Regions from separate parts of the Mus musculus genome. Here region 2 is linked to region 1. A link is a contact called in public promoter capture Hi-C data. All regions are on one chromosome and are shown on one strand. The core of a region is the stretch at or near the end of the contact, and the rest is flanking DNA. Distances in the headings are between cores, read along the strand shown. Region 1 holds the start of Gpatch3 (G patch domain containing 3). Region 2 holds the start of Pithd1 (PITH (C-terminal proteasome-interacting domain of thioredoxin-like) domain containing 1).

Region 1 (7,166 bases), core at 3,038-5,537:
GACAGAAGGGAGTATTCAAAAGCCCGATCAATAAATGATAAAAGGCTTCACAACAGATTCCATCGAGAAAGGAGAGGAAAACTAAATGTCTATTTTGGTGACAAAGCTAAGACTAGCGGCTGATGTTCGGTGCACTGACTTGAGGGGCTAGAGACCCGATGAAAGAGGAGGTTGGAGAAGCCTCACGAAGGAAGCGGGCTCCTGTCCTGACGCTATTCCTACTTCCTCACACGCTCTTGGGTAAATTCTTGTACACCTCTTGCTGAGTTCCTTCCATCTCTGAAAAGGAGCCTATGTATGGAAGGCAATACATTTGGTAATCTTTTGATAAAAACTCTGGACATCTCCCCTCAAAAAGGCATAAAATGCACACATAAAAGGAATTTCACAGTCACTGTCGGAGAGCTTCTGCTCTGTGGAGGAGCCTCAGTCATACCCCTGACAGAAGAACCCCAGCCTGTCTTCCTCTTTTTTAAATCAGAATCTCATGTAATGAGTTTGAACTTTCTACGCACCTGAATATGACCTTGAACTTCGGATCCTCTTGCCTCCATCTCCCCCAGGGTTAGGATTACAGATGTGTACCACCCTGCCGGGTTTGCGCAGTCTGGGATTCAAACTCAGGGCTTTGTGCTTGCTGGGTAAACGTTCCAAAGCCAGCCCTGACCTGGCCTCTGCAAAGTGCTACACTACTTACCTCTTCTGAGCCAGACTCCTCCTCCTCCTCCTGCTGCTGCCCTTCATCCTCCGGCTCATCAAAGGAGCCAGCTGCTGGATCTTCCGAGCAGCTCCCCTGGGGGATCTCCTCCCCTTCTGCTGTGTACACGTGCTCTTCTTGCTCCACAGTCTCTGAGTCCTCATACAGAAAGGGCACGTTGCCATAGCGCCGGGAGGAGCCGGTCTTGGGAAACTGGAGCTGTAGCTGGGTAATGATTCTAGGTGGTAGACGGCAGGACCGGATCAACTCTAAAAAGACCCGCAGGGGGGTGCCCACATTGCCATTGGGCATCAGCACTGGCGGATTCAGCTCCGGGAGCTGCTTCAGGTCAGCCAGGGTAAAAGCTTCATTCTCCGCCCTTCGACTCTGTAGTTCCTTCCGGGTCTTAAAGGGAAAGGACCCCAGATCTTAGGAAGGAGGGAAAAGACTGGATGTTAAAGCCCTAAATGATTTTTAGCAATATTCGAGCCAGAAGTAAATCACAGTTTAAATCTGCTTCCTATCAGACATGGTGGTATCTATGAGGTCAGCACACTCAAGAAAGTGAGGCAGGAGGATCGTGAATTAGAGGCCAGTTAGGCTAAAACATAGTAAGACTTATTTCTTTAAAAATAAAAGACTTGGGGGCTGGAGACATGGCTCAGCGGTTAAGAGCACTGACTGCTCTTCCAGAGGTCCTGAGTTCAAATCCCAGCATCCACACGGTGGCTCACAACCACCTGTAATGGGACCTGATGCCCTCTTCTGGTGTGTCTGAAGACAGCTACCATGTACTCACATACCTAAAATAAATAAATAAATCTTTAAAAATAAAAGGCTAACAAGGCAAACGTGATACAAGTTGTTCTCTGACTGCCACACTGGTGTTGTGTGTATCCTCTACCCGACAAATAAATGTAAATGTGACTCAGGGTCTGTCTGTGCATATTCGGAGTGTGTATTCCCAGAGGAATACACAAGTATCTTCAATACTTGCTTCCCGAGGACCAGCTTTTATTGGTACTAGAATAGAACCATTACCACGCAACTGTATTCTGATCCTGAGCTGTCACATACTGCGCATATCTGGTGTTCCAGACACAAATGATTTTTTTTGTTTTTCTTTTTTCTTTTTTTATTTTTTTATTTTTAAGATTTATTTATTTATTATATGTAAGTACACTGTAGCTGTCCTCAGACACTCCAGAAGAGGGAGTCAGATCTCGTTATGGATGGTTGCGAGCCACCATGTGGTTGCTGGGATTTGAACTCTGGACCTTCGGAAGAGCAGTCGGTGCTCTAACCCACTGAGCCATCTCACCAGGCCCACAAATGATTTTTTTAATGTGCACTAAACACAGAGGTGTTTTGCCTCTGTGTGTGTGTGTGTGTGTGTGTGTGTGTGTGTGTGTGTGTGTGTGTGTTGGATCTGCTGGAACTGGAGTTACAGAGGGTTGTGAGCTGCCATGTGGTTGCTGGGAATTGAACCTGGGTCCTATGGAAGAGCTGCCAGTGCTCAGCCATCTCTCCAGCCCTGATTTTTTTTATTACAGTTTCTTTCTTTCTTTTTTTTTAATAAAAGGTTTTATTTATTTATAAGTACACTGTAGCTGTCTTCAGATCTCATTACAGATGGTTGTGAGCCACCATGTGGTTGCTGGGATTTGAACTCTGGACCTTGAGCAGTCAGTGCTCTTACCTGCTGAGCTATCGCACCAGCCCCCTACGTTTTGTTTCTTTACTGCGGTGTGCACATTACAGTGCACCTATGGAGGCCAGGATATAGCTTGCTGGAGTTGCTTTTCTCCTCCCACTATGTGGGTCCTGAGATCCAAGTCAGGTCTTCAGAGCGGGTAGCAAGATAAGCAATCTTTCTTGGTAGCAAAGGATTGTTTTGAGAAGTCCATAAGAAAATGATGGGCTGATCAAATATGGTGGCATACACTTATAATCCCAGCATGGGAGGCACAGGCAGGAGCCCAAGGTTACTTCTTTTGTTTATTTATTTTTGAGGCAGACCCTGTCTGGTCTGAAACTAGACATGTAAACCAGGCTGGCCTTGAATATAGAAATTTGATTGCTTTTCCTGGGATTAAAGGGGTTCACTACCACACCTGGCTCAAGGTCATTGGAACTTTCATAGAGTTTGAGGCCAGCATAGATTACATGAGAGAGACACACACATAGAGAGGCAGCTCATGCTGTATGTCTTGATAAGACATTGCTCCTAAAGATTCTGCTTAAACCATAGCCGGCATATGCACTCGAGTGTGTGTGCACACGCGCACACGCACACACGCACACACACACACCTCTTTCTATGAAACTGTTTAACTTTGAGCTGATACCAGTTTTTCATTTTTGTTTTGTATGTTATTTTTTTAACTTTTGAGACAGGGTCAGAGCTAGATAGTCTTGGCTGTCCTGGAACTCACTTTGTAGACCAAGCCAGGCTAGAACTACAGAGATCCATCTGCCTCTACTTCCCAGGCACTAGAACTAAAGGCATATATACCACCACTATTGCTAATGACTCTTTAGGATGAACTGTTTCAAAATAATTTATTTAAACCTCTCCATCTGGCATTTTAAAACACCTGGCTTCCTTTTCCCCAATGGACACACTTGTGCCCAGCCCCTCTCTGCTGCCCCCAGCTCTTTCCTCTGCAGAGCCTGTCTTCCAGTCGCTAGGTTAGATTAGAAGAAACCAAGTTTCCTTTGTGCATTTCAAGATATGGTTCCTCTGTGTAGCACTGGCTGTCCTGGAATTCGCTCGCTCAGAGATCCTCCTGCCTCTGCCGCCTGAGAGCTGGGATCAAAGGCGTGCCTTAGCGCACCGGGCTCCAAATATCCTTTTTAAGAAATCATGTCAGTACAAAAATCACCACCCTTAGGGAAATGGTCCTTAAGAGGGGATACATTTGAAACTTATCTATACAGATCTCAGTTGTTTTGTCTGTTTTGCCTTGTAAGTCCTTGAGTAAAAACATGCAGATTGGGCTGAAAACTTGTAGCTTTGTCCAGAACTAACTTAAGCTCTAAACAGTGATAACCTATCTTAACCACCCAGGCAATGCGCCTCTTTTCCAAGGGCCGTGCGTCCGGTCCATTCTCTCCCCCTTACCTGAAACCTCGGTGGGAAGCCTAAGCCTGCGGATGAGACAGCGACCGGGAAGCCAGGTCCCCTGAGAGTCCAGCCACCGGCGACCGGAGTACATGCGAAGCAGCCGCTGGGCTTGCGCCGCTCCCCTCACCGAGACGACGCAGCAGCAGGTGCGGGTCTGGGCTGCCGCAGAGCCCCGGGCGCGGACAGCGCGGGCATCGGAGGCCGGAGCCTGGGCGAGAACCGGATCCTCAGCGGCGGGGTCCGGGCCAGCCCGGGCCGCCTCGGGACTCGCCTGCGGAGGGCCCCTCTCGGGCCGGTGCCGGTAGTGGAAGCACAGGAAGCCTCCGCCGCGCTGTTCCCGGAACTGGCTAAAGTAGCTCCGTAACTGAGCCGAGCGTAACACGGCAGGGATCCCGCTCACCACCAGGTAAACCGGCGACTCTTCGTCCAGCTCCCTGGGCGACGCCATCTTGGCCTGTCACATGATTGCTTGGCGTCCACTCTCGCGAGAGCACCACGTCTCGGATGCTGGAGTTTGGTCAATGTGGCATCGGTGACCGTTTGGTACTTGAAGTTTCGTTTTAATTGCTCTTGGGCCGAATCTGTGTTTCCAGCTCCACAGAAGATGGAAAACTCGTGCGATGGGCTGGGCTGTAGCTCAGTGATAGCTGGTCCAGCGTGTGAGAGGCTCTAAGGAGGAACCAGTGTAGAGCACCGGGATGCTGAGCGGGAGGTGGCGGAGGTCTGATGCAAAACTGGACTCTACAGTACCAACCCAGCCGGGCGTGGTGCCTCACGCCTTTAAACCCGGCACTTGAGAGTTAGAGGCAAGCAGGTGTGCGTGAGTTCAAGACCAGCCTGGTCAACATAGTGACTGAGACGGGGCTATGTCGAGAGAGCCTTTCTCAGGGCGCGGGACGGGGGAGATGAAGAGATGCCCCGGCAATTAAGAGCTTTCGCTGCTCTTACAGAATACTTGGATTGGATTCCCAGCACCCACGTACGAGGGAACTCTCCCATACGTAACTCGTTTCATGAGATTGGACACCCTCTTCTGACCTCTAGAGGCACATACGTGTTGCACATACATACATGCAGGCAAAATTCTCATGCACATAAAATTATCTGTAACAAACCGGGCGGTGGTGGCTCACGCCTTTAATCCCAGCACTCAGGAGACAGAGGCAGGCGGATTTCTGAGTTCGAGGCCAGCCTGGTCTACAGAGTGAGTTCCAGGACAGCCAGGGCTACACAGAGAAGTCTCGAGGGAAAAAAAAATTTTTTTTGGTTTGGTTTGGTTTTTTTGTTTGTTTGTTTTAGATTTATTTATTTATTATATGTAAGTACACTGTAGCTGTCTTCAGACACACCAGAAGAGGGCATCAGATCTCATTACGGATGGTTGCAAAGCAGTTGTTGGGATTTGAACTCCCGACCTTCAGAAGAGCAGTTGGTACTCTTAACCGCTGAGCCATCTCTCCAGCCCTCAAAAAGATTTTTTTTTAAATGTACAAATACATGCATAGACATCGAAAACTATTCCCAGAGATCATAGGCGAAAACCATATTGCCAGCTTCGGACGACCTCCGTACAAGGCGTTGAGTCCCTCACAAACAAACAGTATAGCTCTTGTGATTGTGTGCAGTGTTCAGGAAGGCCAGAGGAGGGCGTTGGAGCCTCTGGATCCATTTTTTTTTTATAAAGATTTATTTATTTACTATATGTAAGTACACTGTAGCTGTCTTCAGACACTCCAGAAGAGGGCATCAGATCTCATTACGGGTGGTTGTGAGCCACCATGTGGTTGCTGGGATTTGAACTTTGGACCTTCGGAAGAGCAGTCGGGTGCTCTTACCCACTGAGCCATCTCACCAGCCCTGGATCCATTTTTAAATTCATAGCGAGTGCAACTCTGCCCAAAAGTAGGCCCTTCAATTTCCTGTCATGGAGGAGGGGGAAGGCTCATGAGATCGCACCCCTCTCTAAGAATTTTTATACAGTTGATGGTTGATGGTGGGTGTAGGTGTTTCTGCTCAGATGAAAGGGTAATCCTAGAACTCAAGGGGAATGGTACCCAGTGGAAGGGCATCCTGGGGCATGGGAGCCCAGGGACCTTACGGCTCTGAGAGGAAGTCTCTTCCTCAGCAGAAGCATTGCAGCTCCGAGGGAAGGGGATCCCCAACTGAACTCAGGCGCTCAGGAGCCTCAGCCCCAGTCCACATCTTTACTTTTTGTCTTCATGGCTTCTTGCGACGAGAGAGTCACACCAGGCACCAAATCTCATGAAAGAGATGTATTGGAGGGTCCAGCATGTGGAGGGCTGAATCCAGAAATGGCTGCCCTCTGCTCCTGGGCGAGGACTGGACAAAGGGCAGAGCTTATATGGGCTTGCTTAGTGGAGGTGCTTTAGCAGGGCAGAGATTTCCAGATGTAGGATTGGTGGAATTTTAAGTCCTGAGCTTGGGGCGCTCAGAGATTGGTGGCTTTTCTCACCCCTTTTCCCTGCATCGGGTCCATGGATTAAGGTGGGAAGTCCTTCCCAGCCACAGCTGGCTTTGGCTGAGGCGCCATCTCTGAGGAGGCTGGAGTGGAGTTGTGGCCACCGTGGACAGCTCCTGCTGAGGTGGGAAAGAAAATGCTCCTGTGATAGTTGCAGGGTGAGATGTCGTGTTTGTTTGGGTTTTGGTTTTGGTTTTTCGAGACAGGGTTTCTTTGAATAGCGCTGGCTGTCCTGGAACTCACTTTGTAGACCAGGCTGGCCTCGAACTCAGAAATCTGCTGCTTCTGCCTCCCGAGTGCTGGGATTAAAGGCGTGCGCCACCACGCCTGGCAGGAGCCGCCATTTTTGACAGCTGCTGTCGGGGCATAGGGAGAGAAGGAGAGGCTGGTGGCGGGCACTTTGAAACATTCTATCCTGGGTGGATAATCCTTATGACTCTCCAAGTAAACAATGGAGGCTGGAGAAATAACTCAGCAGTTAAGAGCCAGAGGACACAGATTCAATTCCTAGCACCCACAGGGCAGTTCACAACTACCTGTGACTCCAGTTTCAAGGGATCTTCTGTCCTCTTGAGGGCGCCAGGTATGCACATGATCTACTGATAAACTTGCAAGCAAGGGCTGGCAAGATGGCTCAGTGGGTAAGAGCACTAACTGCTCTTCCCAAGGTCCTGAGTTCACATCCCAGCAACCACATGGTGGCTCACAACCATCTGTAATGAGATCTGATGCCCTCTTCTGGTGTGCCTGAAGTCAGCTACAATGGGTTTTTTTAATTTTATATATATATATATATATATATATATATATATATATATATATATATATAATTTTATTCGAGACAGGGTTTCTGTGTATAGCCC
Region 2 (7,166 bases), core at 2,887-5,386, 2.4 Mb before region 1:
GAAACCCTGTCTCGAAAAACAAACAAACAAACAAACAAACAAACAAACAACAAATTCTGAATGAATTTATCCACAGCCAAATAACCAGTTTCACATCTTCAGTACCATGCGCCATGTGTGCCTGTGTGGCAGCCAACCTCTGAGGTGGCCTCTGACGAGCTCTGCCATCTTTATGATGCAGTTTCTCACACCCTAAACATGTCTGCCCCCATGGAACCATGGGCCACTGCAGACCTGACAGCGTGGGATGACCAAGCTTAGCTCATAAAAGACACTGTGGCTTCTTCTGCCTTGCCTTGTCTTGGGTCACTTGCTCTGGTGACAGCCAGCTACTGTCAGATTATGGGTCCACTTGAAAAGGAAGCCAGGCCTGCACAAACTTTCTCTCACCTGAGTCTTCTACCTTGGACCTTTAGGTGACTTCAGGCTCCTGAGAGACCTCAAGTCAGAAGCCACCCAAGGAAGCCACGCCCAAATTCTTGACTCAGAAACTGTGAGATAATAAGTCTTAATTGTTGTTTGACGCCATTAAACCAGGGAGTTATATAACCAAAGAGACCCAGTTTTAACTGAAGGGAGGTGGGCAGACCTCAGGTATTTTTATAGCCTAAGCAACAAAGCCTGTCTCTCCATCTTTGAATTTGGACTCATCTATGAAACTGGTTTTGACTAGGGAATCATAAACAAACCACAGAAGCAGAGGTTAAAAAGCGACTGTGCTTAGCCAGGTGTGGCAGGCAATCCCTGGGACCCCAGTATGCAGAAGGTGGGGGTAAGAGGAGTGAGTTGAAGAGGCCAGCCTGGGCTATCTAATGAGCCTCATTAGATACAAAATACAAAACAGGTACCAACCAGACTACAGATCAGGCCAAAAAGGTGGTTCTGGTTCAAGAGTAGAAATGCTTGCCACCAAGTTTGATGACTGTGTTAGATCCCCTGGAATTTATATGGTAGAAAGAGAGAACTGACTCCTGTGAGTTACACACACACACACACACACACACACACACACACACTTTAAAAAGTAAAAAATGTGATCCTGGAAATTTGGTGAACTCCTCTTATATCTAAGCTAATGTCCTCCCTGCTAGCGCCATGGGTCCCACATCCCAGATAGCCAGCCTAACTAGACTCAAGGTAATCCCAGACTTTCAGCGCCTGAGACTGCAGCCCAGGAAAGAGCTACCCAGCTAATCACAGACTGATGGGAGAGACAGTGCTGTTTAGAGCTCCGTTTGGGGTGAGTGTTCAGCCTCTAGCTAATTGACTCAACACAAAGACTTCTGGGTGTCGCCCCTTTCTCTCCTCTAGGGAGTTCTGGAAGGATGCGTTTCAGGATTCCTATTGGTTGATCGCAAAACTGGGTCACTTCCTAACCTTGTCTGGACTCAGCTTAATTCACCTCTTTCGGTCTCTGTTTTCAGCATCTGCAAATTGGAGATCACCCAAGTTTGAGCCCCTCCCCCTTAAAGTTCAGGGGAGCTGGCTCGTGGGGAAAGTAGGATCCTTGTTCAGATCCCAACGCCCACGTGAGAGCTGGACTGAGGGCCTGTGGTCCAGTGCGGGCTGAGGGCATGTGTCTGTGGCCCAGTGCGGGCTGTGGGGTCAGGAGGACTCTCCAGGGAGTCACGGCCAGCCTGTCTAGCTGAAACAGTGTATTTCAAGTTCAATGAGAGACCCTGTCTCTCTTGTTTTAAATATTTATTTATTTTATGTATAAGAGTACACTGGCTAGGCAGGGGGGTGGTGCACACCTTTAATCCCAGCACTTAGGAGGCAGAGGCAGGCAGATTTCTGAGTTCTTGGCCAGCCTGGTTTAAAGAATGGGTTCCAGGACAGCCAGGGCTACACAGAGAAACCCTGTCTTGAAAAAACAAACAAAAAAAGAGTACACTGTAAGCTGGAGAGATGGCTCAGCACTTTTATATATATGGTGAGTGTTCTCATCATATATGTATAATAAATAAAATGTATATGAGTACACTGCAGCTGTCTTCAAACACCAGAAGAGGGCATCAGATCCCATTACAGATGGTTGTGAGCTACCATGTGGTTTCTGAGAATTGAACTCAGGACTTCCAGAAGAGCAGTCAGTGCTCTTAACCACTGAGCCATCTCTCCAACTCTGACTTTCAGTTTTTTTGACTTCGACTATGAAAGTCATTCCATGTGAACACAAGACTCAAAATGGAAATCAAAGGTCCTTGTCATATCAGATGGGATGGCAGCCTGAGGGTAGGGGTTCAGTCACCTGCCCAGCACCACACTTCTAGTAAGTACCAGTGTTTAGACTGCACAGAGGTAACGAACAAATTGGATACTTCACCTGTGTTAGCCATTCACTGCACTGTGTTGTCTGTTTTGGTTTTGAGACAGGGTCTATGTGCCTAGTATGGCCTTGAATGTGAGATCTACCTCTCCATTGCCATTGCTGGTCCATTGCCGGCTTTCCAGCAAAAATCACCACACCCATGTGTTTTGCTTGTTTGTTTTTCAAGACAGTTTCTCTGGATAGCATTGGCTATCCTGACACTCATTTTATAGACCAAGCTGGCTTCAAACTATGAAATCGGCCTGCCTCTGCATCCTGAGTGCCAGGACTAAAGGTATGTGCCACCACCTTACATGTTGAGTTCTTCTTTTGCGGGGGGTGAGGGGGTGTTTCGAGACAGGGTTTCTCTGAATAGCCCGGGCTGTCCTAGAACTCACTTTGTAGATCAGGCTGGCCTCGAACTCAGTCTGCCTCCCGAGTGCTGGGATTAAAGGTGTGCTCCACTGTGCCCGGCTTCTTTTTTTTTTTTTTTTTTTTTTCCCTTAAGATTTATTTTATGTATATGAGTACACTGTAGCTGTCTTCAGACACACCAGAAGAGGGCATTGGATCCCATTACAGGTGGTTGTAAGCCACCATGTGGTTGCTGGGAATTGAACGCAGGACCTCTGGAAGAGCAGTCAGTGCTCTTAACCACTGAGCCATCTCTCCAGCCCACATGTTGAGTTCTTGAATCACATTCTTCCCTTACTATTCAGTGTGACTACTCAACAGATACTATCCTGCCCACGGAACAGAGAAAAATGACTCAGAATAGGAAAAGGTGATATTTTCCTAGTGTCACACCGTCAGGGACAGACCCAGCATTCTCACCCCAGGTCTGGTGGTGAGTATACCTTCTATCAAGAAGGTAGCTATGGGCTATGAAGATGACTCAGCGGCTAAGAGCATTTGCTGTGGAAACACAAGGACAGAGTTCAAATCTCCAGCAGTCACATAAAAGCCAAGCACAGGCCCAGCAGCAAGCCCAGCTTTGGAGGGTGGAGCCTAGAAGCTCGCTGACCATTTAGCCTAGTCTAAATGGTGAGCCTCGAGTCCGGTGAGAGACTGCATCAAAAAAATATGATGCTGCTGAGCAGGATGGCCCATGCCTTCAATCCCAACGCCCCGGAGGCGGAGGCAGATGGATTTCTGTTGCGTTTTATGCCAGTCTGATCTACACAGTGAGTTCCAGGCTCAGTAGATAGTTCCAGCCAAAACTAGGTAGTAAGACACTTTATTAAGGGAAAGAGCGCGATAAGCCACAGAAGACACCAAATAGATAGATAGATAGATAGACCCATGATAGATATATAATAAATGTAACTAATTAAATCTAACACCAGATTTGGTGGTGCGTGCCTTTAATCCCTGAATTTGGGATTTGGAGGCAGGAGGGTCAGGAGTTGAAGGTACATAGATCATCTGAGGTCAGCCTGGGGCACATGAGAAACTAGCTTAAAAATATGGAAGGAAAGGCGGAGAAAGGAGACAGAGAAGGAAAAGAGGCGGGAGAAAGTAGGGGGTAAACAGATGAGGTTAACAGGGCGTCAGGGGGAGAGAGGAGGCAAGCTTTGCTGTGCTGTCGGCCCCGCCTTATCCACCACGCCGGAGAAAGGTGGCCGCTAGGGAAGAAAGCGCACGCTTTGGCTCGGGAGGGGAGGATTCGCGTCCCTGCCACGCGTCCCCAGCCCTACAGTTTCCACGCTTGAACGGTACCACTGAGCGACACCGCCAGCGTCCAGCTCTGCTGGCGCAGGTCCACGTCAATCCCTCCCGGCCCCGCCCTCTGGGCCGCGCGCGCATGCGCCGCGCAGGGGCGCCTTTTACGACGCCTCGGTGGCGGCGCTTGGCGGTCGTCGCGGAGCCGAGTGAGCTCCGGGTGAGCGGCGGTGCCGAGGGAGTCACAGGCGAGCCGGCGGGCGGCGTCGCCATGTCGCACGGCCACAGCCACGGCGGGGGCGGCTGTCGCTGCGCCGCTGAGCGCGAGGAGCCGCCCGAGCAGCGCGGCCTGGCCTACGGGCTGTACCTGCGCATCGACCTGGAGCGACTGCAGTGCCTCAACGAGAGCCGCGAGGGCAGCGGCCGCGGCGTCTTCAAGCCGTGGGAGGAGCGGACCGACCGCTCCAAGGTGGGCGGCCCGGGAGCCCCGGGGCCTCGCAGGGTAGACAGACAGGGAAACTGAGGCCCAGAGGAGCAAGGTGGGCGCTTTACCTCCCTTCCGAGGCGGCGAGGGCATGTGAGGGAGGAGAGCAGAGAGGACTGCTGTCTCTTCCTCTGACCATTGGTCCAGATGGCTGTCCGATGGCCTCACCTGGCCTGGGGTCGCGATCCGTACTTCTAACCTGGAACCCAGACCCCTTTGAGAGCCATTTGAAGGTTCTCCAGAAGGGTACACAGAAGCACTGGTCTTTTGAGTTCGCAGCCTGGGAAACCCCCATTAGAATCCCTCTAAGAGGGGCCGTGGTGATTAGAATATGGAGACTGAGCAGCTCCCAGCTATGAGGACCTGGGCGCGGGTTGTTGGGACAGGTCCATTTGCATCGCGACTCAGTTTGTAGAACAGGGAGGCCAGATGCCTGAAATTGTAGTTTCTCAGCAGATATCTGTTGCTTCCTCCCCATGCACCGCAGTTTGTTGAAAGTGATGCGGACGAAGAGCTCCTGTTTAATATTCCGTAAGTATCTCCTTGGCTCTTGCCTCAGGCAAACTGGGCTGTACCCAGTTGTCTCTTCGGATGACTTCATTTGATGGCTATGTCAAGAGTGCACACCTGTGTCTAGAAATGGGGTAGATTTTCTTTGGTGGGTTTGAGAAAGTAAGTATAGGAGCTTGTGTGTGTGTGTGTGTGTGACTACACATGCATTTGTCGAATTATAATTGAGGTGATTACATTTCTTGGAGGTATGGAATGACAGGGTCTTTGAAAGGACTACAGGTGGCAGATGAGTCAGCTGAGCTAAAAGGGAAGGGTCTTGTCAGAGTCACATGGCTGCTGGTCCTCAGGGTTCAATCCCAGGTAGACAACCTTCTCTTTGGAATTCTGGCAGGTTTACGGGCAATGTCAAGCTGAAAGGCGTCATCATAATGGGCGAGGATGATGACTCGCACCCCTCGGAGATGAGACTGTGAGTAGTGAGGGCTTCGGCCCTCGGGAGACTCCCACCTAGCTTTTGCTGGTATATTTTATTCCAGGGATATGGAGATGGCTCAGTGGGTTAGAGGGCTTGCTGCATCAAGTATGGGGGATCAGAGTTCAACAACAGGTTGGCCTTGTTCTTAGTTACATTGAAATGCATGTAGTGCTTCTTGAATTAATTACATAAATAATTTAAGATGTATGTATATGTGTGTGTGTGTGTGTATATATATACACATATACATACACACACACACACATGCGCGCATGCGCCTTCATTTTTGTGACAGGATCTCTTGTTTTCTGAACTCCTACCTCCCAAGTTACAGATGGGTGCCACCATGACGTTCCTTTGAGACAGATTCTCCTTATGTAGACCAGGCTGTCCTGGAAGTCACAGAGATCTGCCTTCCTCTGTATTCTGAAAGCTACCCTACCCAGCTGACTTTTTTTGTGTGTTGTGTGGTGCTGGGGATAGAACACTAGGCCTTGTGAGTATGAGGTACCTGCTCTACCACTGAGCCTCATCCCCAGCCCGATGACTGTCTTGGTGTGAACATCCTTGGGGCCAGCTGCTTATCTCTTCCAAGTGCTGACATGGCACCATTCACTGAGAGAGTGCAAAGCTGAGGCCGGCTGGTGATGACTTTGCAGTTTCCTTAACCTAGCTGCAGGTCCCAAACGGTCTTTTTCTTTTTTAAAAATATTTACTTATTATTATACGTAAGTACACTGTAGCTGACTTCAGACACACCAGAAGAGGGCATTAGATCTCATTACGGATGGTTGTGAGTCACCATGTGGTTGCTAGGATTTGAACTCAGGACCTTCAGAAAAGCAGTCAGTGCTCTTACCCGCTGAGCCATCTCTCCAGCCCCCGAATGTTCTTTATGGCTCCTCTCACTGTACACAGTTCCCATCTTTACGCTGTTGTGCTGATGTGGAATTGCTCCATCCGCATCTGTGTGGCTGCAGCAAAGTTCCAGATCTGTTGTTGCCGCCATTGGTAATCCTCCCTTCTGGAGCGTTTGCCTGATTCTGAAAGAAGAGGAATCTGTTTTGTGAGTTCTGAGAAGATACTGAAAATTGTCAAGACAGGGCTAGGAGCATAGCTCAGTCACTAGCTTGCTTGCCTAGCAATCACAAGGACCTGCGCTGCACCTCAGGCCTCGGGTGAAAATGGTTATAGAGTGTGCTTCTGATAACCCCAGTGCTGGGAAACAGGAGACAGGAATCCCTGGAGCTCACTGGGCAGCCAACCTCAGCTGATTGGTGAGCTCCAGGCCAATACGAGGCCCCATTCAAAATAAGGGGGATGGCATTCAACCTAAGGTTGTCCTCTAGCTGCCACACAAGCACACAGACATAAATACACATACACACGAGTGGAGAGATAGCTCAGTGGTTAAGTATATTGGCTGCTTTTTCAGAGGACTAAGGGCCCACATGATTCTCAGCACTCACATGATGGCTCACAACTATCTCTTAATTCCATTTCCAGGGACTCTGACACCCTCTTGTCCCCTGAGGGCACTAGATGCACAAATGAGGTGCACAGGCATACATGCAAGCACTCAGATACATGAAATAATAAATGAAGGGACCAGAGATAGAGGGCTCAGTGATTGAGAGCACTTAATGCTCTTGCAGAGCAAGTGGCTCACAGTTGCCTGTAGCTCCAGTTCCAGGGCATCCAGCATCCTTTTCTGGCGTCCT

The links. Promoter capture Hi-C pulls out the DNA fragments that hold promoters and counts their contacts.
Region 2: a promoter capture Hi-C map of cranial neural crest shows a contact between it and region 1. The contact joins the promoter of Pithd1 here to the promoter of Gpatch3 in region 1. A contact is called at or near these places in 2 of 39 promoter capture datasets (cranial neural crest and neutrophils).

Annotation. Positions count from the first base shown.
Region 1 is chr4:133,571,866-133,579,031 of GRCm38.p6, reverse strand. It overlaps Gpatch3 (G patch domain containing 3), which reads right to left and starts at 4,287. Exons shown (of 7, transcript NM_172876.2): 1 at 3,822-4,287; 2 at 698-1,125. The coding sequence starts at 4,272.
Region 2 is chr4:135,984,214-135,991,379 of GRCm38.p6, reverse strand. Pithd1 (PITH (C-terminal proteasome-interacting domain of thioredoxin-like) domain containing 1) reads left to right here and starts at 4,136. Exons shown (of 6, transcript NM_025411.4): 1 at 4,136-4,442; 2 at 4,945-4,988; 3 at 5,362-5,439. The coding sequence starts at 4,245.